Linked DNA regions of Anas platyrhynchos: region 2 is linked to region 1. The links are chromatin contacts, called in public Hi-C maps. All regions are on one chromosome and are shown on one strand. The core of a region is the stretch at or near the end of the contact, and the rest is flanking DNA. Distances in the headings are between cores, read along the strand shown. Region 1 holds the start of QKI (QKI, KH domain containing RNA binding). Region 2 overlaps PACRG (parkin coregulated).

Region 1 (5,129 bases), core at 1,669-4,168:
CCCTATCGACTACCCCACCTACATAACACGACCTGCACGCATGTGAGCGCTACAAGCCCATGCCAGCAGAGAAATCCGCGCAAATCCACGGATATTTGTCGTTCCCTGCTGCCTGCTGCCAGGCGAGTTCATTGCTCTGCTCCAGCTCGCAGCGCTGCGCGGGGGCCTCGTGTCTCAGAAAAAAATACCTGCCGCCCCCTAGCGCCCGAACCTCGCAGTCCGGGAGCAATTCACCAGATTTGCATGAAACATTTTTTTTTTTTTTTCAGCATTCCAAAAAGTTTTCTGCCTCCACAATACTTCCACCCCACTGCCAACGTAAACAGGAAAAGCAAAGAAGCTTAAAGGGATAGCAGAATTCTTCCTGAGACTATTTAGGAACGGAGTTTTTGGTTTCTTTTTCGAGAAGAGTGTGAAGAGCAGCTTCAACACAGCCCTTAAACAACTTTTTCAGCAGGAGTCTCCACAGCCCTCATTTTGGGATTCTAACACTTCCCGGAACAGGCTTCCAGAGCTTTCGGTATTAAAAACAGAATAATCTCAACAGATGCAAGGATTACAGACATTCCTTTTCAGCGTCCTTTTTGTATGGGATATGTTTTTCTCTCTTTTGTTCTGTGACAGAAAAAAAAAAAAGTTTTGGGCCTCCTCTGGTCAAACATACAAAGCTGAAGAGATTGAGGAGATGAAAAATCCAACGTCAAGTCCCTGAAATATTCGTTTGGGGAGAAAAAAAAAAAAAAAAAAAGGTCTTCCCAGTCAACTTTCATCTTGATATTAACTATAATTCTAATTACTCTGCAGAGGTCATTTTCTATGGAGCCCAAGAACACAATTCCTAAGTTGTTTTACTTTTCACATCCATATTTGCTCAGCTATCGATTCACACCTACCAAAATTCTCAATAAAAAAGAAAGGATTCTCAGAAAAGGAAAAACAATCTCCCATTGTATCACTTCCCGGAGTCCGTTTTTCATAATTCTTCACCGCTTGGTCGCTTGGTTTGTTTTTTGTACTCCTCTATCACTTATTTCAGAAGGCAGCATTTTCTCGATATGCTATTTTTTTGTTGTACTACAGCCACTATCTCTCTTCTACAGTCTTGGGAGAGGGCGGGGAGTCGCTCTACCAAATATAACCAGCTCTTCCATCTTCCGAGGTCAACAACTTCCCAAACTTCTTTTTACCGAGGAGGAGGAGGAGGAGGAATATGTCTGCGGACGGGAGCCCTGACTCGGGATCTCGGGTTCAGCCTTTCGCTGAGGACCTGGAGGAGTTGGGGCTGCACAAACACTTTCTGGCTTTGGTGTATTTTTGCAAGCCTACCAGAGGTGGTTAAACACGCCTAACTCTCCAGAAAGCCTCACGTTTAAGGTGGGCAGAAAGGGGAAGGCTTTTAACAAAAAAGAAAGAGGCAAACTTGGGCTGAGTGCGCCCCAAGGCAGAGCCCTATTTCGCCACGGCAGGTCGGGAGGGAGGGAGGGAGGCCCTGCGGGACACGGGGCGAGCCCGCACAGCCCCCACCCCCCGGCCCCACAGCGCAGGGGCCTGGCCGGGCCGGGGGGGCCCCGAGAGGCAGCGGCCGTCCCACGGAGCAGCCCCGGCGGGGGAAGTTCCCGTACCCGGGGAGGGGATCCAGCTACAACTACTGCTCGGCCGCCCGGGGTGGGGTGGCGCTGGGGACGGGACGGGGTGGGGAGGGGGGGGAAGGGAAGGGGGCCTGGGAGCCTTCCTCCTCCTCCTCCTCCTCCTCCTCCTCCCCCCCCCGTGCATTCCTCAGCGCCTCTCCTCGCTCCCTCCCCTCCACGCGGCGGGCACCCTTCCCCGGGCGGGAGGCCGGAGAAAAAAAATATTAAAAAAATAGAAATTCAAAAAAATAATACTCATAAATGAAGGGTGTTTTTGTCGAGGCACAGCCGCGGGGAGCGCCGCGGGCGGGCAGCGCCGCACTTCCCCTTTGTGTGGGGCTGGCAGCGAGCGGGGCGGCGGCGGGGGGCGCGGGGCGGCGGGGGCCGGGCTTTACCTTCGTCCAGCAGCCGCTCGAGGTGGTTGAAGATCCCGCAGAAGTTGGGCAGGCTGCTCATCAGCTTCTTGTCGTTCATCAGCTGCATCAGGTAATCGGGGCTCGGCTTGGGCTTCTCCTTGGTTTCCATTTCCCCAACCATATTCCACGGCGCAGGGCGGGCGCCCGCAGCAGCTCCGCCGAGCGAGGCGGCGGCAGCGGCGGCGGCGGCACCGGCACGGGGCGCCCGGCGGGGAGCGGGCGGGCCGGCAGGGAGCGCGGGGGAGGGGAGGGAGGGGAGGGGAGGGGAGGGGGCGGGCAGGGGAGCTCCCGCGAGGAAGGAGGAGGAGGAGGAGGAGGAGGACGGCTCGGCGCCGGGGGCCGAGGCTCAGCCGCCGCCGCGAGGGGAGAGCCGAGAGAAAAAGAGGAAACTCGCGGGCAGGGCAGCCCCGGCCGCGGGGCCCCGCCGCCGCCGCCTCCTGCCGCTGCTGCCGCCGCCGCTCCCTGCGCCCTCGGCCGGCGCGGCCCGGGCTGCGTCCCCCCCTCCGCCTCCTCCTCCTCCTCCTCCTCCTCCCGCTGCTGCTGCTGCCGCTGCCGCTCCGCCCGGCTCCGCTCCTCGGCGCTGCCCCCCGGCTCCGCGGCGGGGGAGGGCGGGCGGAGGGAGGGAGGGGACGAGCGGGGCGGGCTGCCGCGGCCGCCGCTTCCCGGGAGCAGCCGCCGGGGTCTCTCCGCCGCTGCCGCCGCCGCCGCCGGGCGAGTCCTCTTGGTCGTCGTCCTCCTCCTCCCCGCCGCCGCCGCCGCCTGTGGCTGGTGCGCGTCAGCCCCGCCGCCGCCTCCTCACTTCTCCCCAGTTCGCTCCCGAGTTCGCTTCAGTTCAGGCTGCGCTGGCAGCGGCGGCAGCGGGCGGGGAGCGGAGCGGAGCGGGGCGGAGGGGGCGGGGCCACGGGGGGTGGGCGGGGCCACCGCGGGGAGGGGGGGCGTGGCCGCGGCGGCCGTTAGGCGGCGGCAGCGCCGCTTGGCGGAGCCAACCGCTGGGCGGCCGGGGCGGGGGCTGGGCTCCCCCGCGCGGCCACGCCCCCTCTCGGGGCCGCGCGCGCCCCTCCGCTAAACAAAGTCTCGGCGCGGCGGGGCGCGCTCCGCGGGGTCACGTGCGCGGCGCCCGGAGGGGAGGGGAGGGGAGGGGAGGGGGGGAGAGGGGCGGGGAGAGCCCCCGGCAGGCGCGCGTGCGCCCGGCGCTGTGTGTGTGTGTGGTGGGGGGGAGTGGGTGCGCCGCGCATGCGCCGCCGCCCCGTAACCCTTAAAGCGGCCGCGCGGCGCCAGCGGGAGCGGCGCGGGGTTCAGGTACCGCGCGGGGGGGGGGGGGGAGGCGGCCGTTTAACGGACATCGCGCGCGGGCGGTGCGGCCGTTGGGCCGCTGCTCGGGCTGTGGGGGTGAAGCCGACCTCGGGGCGCTGGGATGGGAATAGGATGAGATGGGGAGGCGGTGCCCGGAGGCGTTGGGGGCTCTCGGGCAGGCAGGGTGCGAGGCTGTGCCGGGTGCCGTCGAGCTCCGCTGGTCAGGGCAGGGCGTGCGGAGGGCACGAAGCGGCTGCGGTGCCTCGGATGGCTGCGTTCCTCCCGCTGCCGGCTGGATCCCTCTCGTAAACTCTTTATTTGGACGAGATAACGTGTTTAATTTCAGGGTTTGGTTTCCGTAAGTAAAATTTAATGGTTTACGTGAGATAAGTCGTGTTTGCTGCATCCATCGCCTTTTTTTAAAACTACTCGGAAAAAAAAAAAAAATCAAAAAGCATACCAATGTTACAAACATGTTCATTTTTATATTATTTTTTTTTACCATAGATTGTTATTCCCTCAATAGCATGCCCAAAGCACGCTGCAGCATGGCTACAGACGATGAAGCAATGCCATTCCTATTTAATAACAATATTATATTTCCTCAATTCATTTTCTTGTTTTAAAATGGTGATACACAAAAGCACACCTCCCATGCCTACCCAAACTGTCATCTTTTTTTGTTTGTCATCAATCAGTCTGGAAGTTGTTGCATTTTTTTGTAGCCTTTTATCGGCTTATTTTTGACCAGTGACTGAAAGCTCTTAAACACGGAGAAAACATGTTACTGAGTCCTTCAATTTGATTAAGGACATCAGTCAGACAGCAGGCTTTCGTCTTAAAATTAGATGAACTTAGATAATGTCAGAATAATTGTTCTGGACTGCCAATTCTCACAGTAAAAATAGCATATGGAGACTTTTTCCAGCAGATTTGGTGCAGCTGTTCCCATACCGCTTCATTATAGCCTCCTGCACATAAAGTGCTTCCACTGCTTGGATACAAGCAGATAAAGCAAGCACACGATACAAGGTAAGAAAATACCAGCACAAGTCACTGTGCAGTAACTACCAATTGACCTACCAGCTAATGAGAACAGTATAGCTTATGGTAAGCTATTTTGCATTTATGTACTGGAGAATAGGATGTTGGATACCAGCAGCACTGGCAATATTGCATTCACGCGTTGCAGTGCAGGATTCGAGCTCTGTTTTGCCGTGTGTTAATCTGAATTGTTTACCTAGCCTGGAAATTACAAAAACTGAGGTAAAACGACGTGTCGAGGCTGCCTGTGTAATTAAGCATAAACTACCTAGGAAAAAATCTCATCCTTCATTTTTCCACGGATACTTCAAGTCTGAACTTAAAGCACTGGAAAGATGCCACTGGAAAAGCTGAATGCTGTGACAACATGTAGATAAATCACTGTTAGTTTTAAATAAATAAAAAAAATTACAAAGACTTCTTTCTTCATCAAATACATCATAAAATCAACAAAAAACCTACCTAAAAAACTCCTCTGCATGCCTGGTGCTCTTCTCTCTTCCTTCACTTTCCCACACTTCCATGTCCCAGGAAAGGGGGCCTTAAGAGCGCGTAGGAGATGAAAGTTGGATTGTTTCTGGCTAAGGAGCTGTGAGAAGGTGTAGCTCCCATCAAGACTGGCAACAGGAAGTAGAAATTCCCTTGCACTGCATTGAACTTTGGAGTTTTCCCATGGAGGAAAAAACAGGGGAGGGGATTTTGTTGTTGTTTTGGTTTGTTTATTTCAAGGTAAATGGGTCCTGTGGCC
Region 2 (5,129 bases), core at 1,615-4,114, 110 kb after region 1:
TTCTGTCATTGTAAATAACTGTAAGACTTTCAGACTTCTAGCACTACAAAAGAGATGTTCCTGCGGTAAATTGCAAACACCATCTAAAAGCACAGGATGTACTATTTCAGGCTACTATGAAATAAAATTACTCCATATTGTACCTGTTGCTTTTAGGAGAAATTTAGGGTGGTAGATGTAATAACAACAGAATAATTTAGTGGTTGGAGTACATAAAAGATGTATTCTTGGCACTGTCAGTTAGGTGGGTATATTTATCTCAGACTCAATTCCTTCATACAACTCTTGAAGTAGGTCAATATTACCTTTTAAAAACAGTTAGAGATCATCCACTGAAATACCGTAATAACTTCAGATGATTATATTACAATCATCACAAGTTCACAGTAAGAAGTGATAAAACAGCTCTGATATCCATTATTAAGAAAAAAAAAAAAAAGCTATAAAGGCTGTAAATAACAAATATTAATGCTATCATCTTCTGAACTAAAGTTTGGCCAAACGGTTGAGCTGGACAGTTTATTATGAACTTCTAGATGTATGTACAGTTGCTCTTGAGCCTTATGGGAGGCCAAGCATATTTAGAGACACAGGGTGTTCTCCATAGTATAGGTGAGCTCTGTTTTCTTACTTGTTTTCTTCCAGAGAAGAAAAAAAAACACAGCACAGTTCTCCCCCTTCAAACCCTCACATGCACAACTGCTAGACAGCTGTTTAGCAGTTGTTTACTTCCATTTTTCATACTGAACAGAGCTATTTCATTTCTTTCTTCTTCTTCCTCTGTTCATCTGTGTTCTTCCACCTGCTAATGGTAGAATTAAACTTTAGACTGTGAGGTCTTTTGGGCAGCGAGTGTATCTTTCTAACGTTTGCCCTGTAGGGCCAAAGGAGTCTATGGATCTCAAACCCTACAATGGAGAGCATTTATCTTCCTGGCTTGGATATAGGATTTTCTTTCCACCAGGCTTGAAAGAACCTGCAGGAAGGAGTCAACCTGAACAAAATCAAATCAGCAGCCTCTAGTCACTGATTACATCAGATTATTTGCTATTGTTTTGATTGACTCTCCTTGGCATCTTCTGATCTACTGTTTATTCCAGTCTTTTTTATTTTTTTTGTTTCATCTCACATTCTCCTATATGGATTTTTCTCTTGCCTTTTTTTTTTTCTTTGAATGAAATATTATGTGAAAATACTTAAATTCAAAGTAAAGCTTTGTACCTTTGGCTTCATGGGCAATGTATTTCTCCACTGCAAAGATGCTAGTACTTACTTATGGAGTATCAAAAAGTGCAGTGAGAGAAAGAGTATTTGTATTGATTTTGTCATGTTAGAAAAAAATGTTGAAAAATTGCCAGAGGTACAGCAAAGAATCCCAAGGCATGAAGGCCTAAGAAAACACCATACAATATGAAACTTCAGGAGTTCAACATGTTTTATCTGTTTAGAAAGAAAACTGAGAAGTATGCATTACAGTGCATAAATATCTTTGTGGGAAGGAAATATAATCTACTAAAGAGCTCTTTGATCTTACAAAGAGGGATGTCACTAGAACAAGATGCTAAGCACCAAATTCAAATTGCAAACTCATGCAATTTCAACAGTAAGAATATCTGATCTCTACAGCCAAGCAGGCTTCAAATATGGCATGGATGCCTTTGTTGAAGCAAAAATTCAGCCAACATTTGAGCTTTCTCATTTTCAATAAGAAATGCATTTTATTCAAACACAAGTTAGCCTACAAGACAGCTGATGGTTTGCTTATCTCTTTGGCTTTGAAATCTATGAATCTTATCATATTCAGCAACTCACTGTCATCATTTCTACCAAACTTGCCTGTATGATCTTCTCCTGATTGCATAGTTAGTAACAGAAGAGTCTTTTGAAATACTGAATTAAAATATCAGTAACTCTTCTGAAATCTCAAAACCTATTTCCAAATTTGTGGCATAGTAGAAAGATTATCTACTTTATATTGCTTAGTAACTATAGAACTTACAAAGACTTATTAGTTTATAAAGTTTGTTGCTTTTTAAGGTTTTGGGGTCTAGGACTATTCAACTGTTAGCAAAGTGATCTTTTATTTCACCTCATATGCACAATTACAAATTTTGTTGTGCAATTCAACAAAACTGAGAGCTATTGATCAAGATGTTTTCTGGCTGTTTGGTGCATCTCTCCCACATCAAACAAACAACAAAACCAACCAACCAAAAATCAGTCTACAGCTGTTCTAATTTACAACCAGGGCTGAAGCATAGGCCAAACACTGCTCGAGTACTGCCCATACTGTTTAATTGTTAGCATGCATCCAGGCACAAATCCTGAGCCACTAGACAACCAGATCTGGATACTTTATCTGCTAATATGGATATAAGCATAGAATATAAGGCTATAAGTTAATTCTTCCCCCTAAGAACTGGCTTAAAAAGTCTACTGGATCTATCTAGTCCTACCTTAAAGACTATAGTGAAGTTTTTAACATGATACGTAAATTGTTCAAGGACATAACAATTACACTTGCAACCAGAGCTTAATGCAAAGCTTTAAGCTAACACCTTTTATCTTTGGAAACAGTAGTATTTTTCTGTTGGCAAAATTAAGATCTATTAAGAGTTGCTATATATATATTTTAAAGTTTTGGTCATGAGTAGCTATCTTTGTCAGATGATTAAGTTTTCATTCAACAACTTGCATAGTATACAAATGACTGAACTGAAGCCTCTAAGCTTCAAGTTTGAGAGCATCTTTTCTCATCCTAGAACACTCCAAAATCTTTCCAATACTTCACATTCTTCTTGAAGTGTGAATATCAGATTTGAGCACAGCACAGTCACAACACTTTATAGTGGTATGTGCACAGACATCATCTATTTCTACTTGATAGTCTTCTTGTAAACATTGTATTATCTCATTTAACCGTAACACTGTACTACGAATTCCTGTTCAGGCAGTTATCTTCAATGACCTTGTGTTCTTTACAAGTCACTGTTTTCAAAGACAATCTCTGTTATGTAGTAAGTACAAAGTGTATACTTGGTTTCTGGGTTTACTATTTTGCACCTAGCTACCTTAAAACAAATGTATTTCCCTATGATCTGTTGATTAGGGTAATTTTGACTAACATTACCAGACAATGTGATCACCAAAGGTTTTATAACACTACTTGTATCATCAGTCTAAACATTGACTAAAATCTAGCCAGGAATTGATTCCCTGAGAGATCCTTCTGTTTGTATCTTGCCACACATATCTGCATTTTGACATATAACAGTGACCAGTCCTTAATACTTCTAGTATATGTCTGATTTATTCCACATACTGTGCTTTTAACCTAAATGCCGTATATTGCTAAAACAAATTAATTGAAAGATCCATATGTAATATGTTAATATGCCTCATTAAATAGCCTGTTCACAATGGAAATGCTGTGGATATTTAACACCAGCTTAGCAGTTTTAAATTAATTGGGACAGTTTCACTTTCCTGTTTATTTCATTTCATATTTGTCAAAATAATATCCCCATGGAATTAGATATTATACATAGTAATTAGCATTACTGTGGATATGCTAGTTGTAAATTCATAGTTACAGCTGTATTGTAGATGTGCTTAAAATTAATTCTGTTGATTTTGATTTTTTGTTATATGTATTCTGTCCAAACTCAGTCAATTATTATTGGACTGAATATTTGTGAATGTTTTCTGCAATTCAGATGAAAGATTCATAATTAGATGTGTTATTAAATGTCTGAATAATATAACAGTGACATCATGTTTCTTTGGGTTTCTCTAGTTTTAAACTCTTAAAAATAAATGCGTTACTTTCAATATATGTAAGCATTCACTTAAAATCTCTAGGATAGGCTGTGTGTTTAATTAATGGTGTAAGGTATTTCTACACTTTTTATCTGTATTTTTCTCCTCACTTTAAAACATGTGAGAAGACTTACAGATTTACACATCCTGCATTTGCAGCCAAAGCCCATGCTATACCTTTATTCCCACTAGGTTCACATGTTCCAGTCCCCTTTGCTACTTCTCTTGCTCACTTGCCCTTAGTCTGGTCCCCAGTTCTTAAAGGTGTCGTATGCTAGGAGATGCATAGAGTGATACATATACACACCTGTATATATATCACAACAAGCGTTCTTCTGTAAATTTGGATTTCTTACTTGAACTTATACATGCTAATATAAGAATGACTTTTTTGTTAAAAGTTATTGATAGCTAAGTTGGTGAACAGACCATAGCTCAGGATGCTCTGTTTTTTTTAATGCTTGCGTTTAGAAATTGATAGAAGCTGCCTCAGCCACATATTAACGCATCTTCTGTAGTTGTAGCAATCATAAAATAAACTAGAATGTAAATTTGGTCATTGATTCTTCCTTTTGCCTAATGTTTGCAGTAGAATTCAAAGGATGGAGAGATGATCCTACTCTCTAGTGGCTGAAGTTCAATAAAAATGTAATAAAACACTGTTATAGCAAACTTTTCATAGTGAAATTTCTCGTAAAGTCTCATTTTATTCAATATGTTCTAATACAGCCAAGGTAATGTTGGAGAGAATTAAGCTCTCATAGTATTAAAGGATTGTAAGAGTACACCATATTTGTTACATTTTAATTTAAATGAAGACATCATCTTCTATTTTGTACTGATTTAAGCATATACACTTGAAACATATCATCCTTAAATCAATAATGAACAGCATGTGATCACCTACACTTGTATTCTGATAAATTCATCTGCATTGTGTGTGTGGAATGGAAATTAAGAGAATGTGTTGTGACATACTGAGCTGATGGAATGATGTTTTTATTTGATAGCGCACCATTCCTTTCAGTGCAAGATTTTGATAATTTTCTTGAGTGACCAGGGAGCCCTGAAGGTATATCAGCTAACACGGAGTTTTAAACCTGTAATTCAGCAGGTAGAACTGGTTTTCCAGCTCTGGGAGCCAAATCAAAACATCTCAGTTTCTCTAATAGCTTTTCAAAGTAGTTTCTTGATAGTAGTAGAATACTGTTGTCCAAGTCTTGTGTTTGCAACATTTTTTAACACAGAACATAGCTCTGCAATAGGTAAGCAAATTTAAGCTCCAAAAATATTTATTGTCCTCTATAATG

What was found. Hi-C and Micro-C count contacts between places; a contact is called where the count stands out from the background.
Region 2: a contact with region 1 is called in a Hi-C map of small yellow follicle, with 2.6 times the contacts expected there. The contact joins the enhancer-like site here to the promoter of QKI in region 1. A contact is called at or near these places in 2 of 8 Hi-C or Micro-C datasets (liver and small yellow follicle).

What each region holds. Positions count from the first base shown.
Region 1 is chr3:49,092,635-49,097,763 of IASCAAS_PekinDuck_T2T, forward strand. QKI (QKI, KH domain containing RNA binding) reads right to left here and starts at 2,919. Exons shown (of 26, transcript XM_072035867.1): 1 at 2,024-2,919. The coding sequence starts at 2,165.
Region 2 is chr3:49,198,692-49,203,820 of IASCAAS_PekinDuck_T2T, forward strand. All of the region lies in intron 4 of PACRG (parkin coregulated), which reads right to left. The region is part of intron 2 of LOC106018737 (a long non-coding RNA gene); the gene reads left to right. Among named protein-coding and RNA genes, the nearest start is that of QKI, 110 kb to the left of the region's middle. Within about 2 kb of position 2,865, at least 3 of the 8 cell types and tissues checked have an H3K27ac peak or open chromatin away from gene starts, as enhancers often do. A contact at or near this core is called in small yellow follicle, where this site is marked.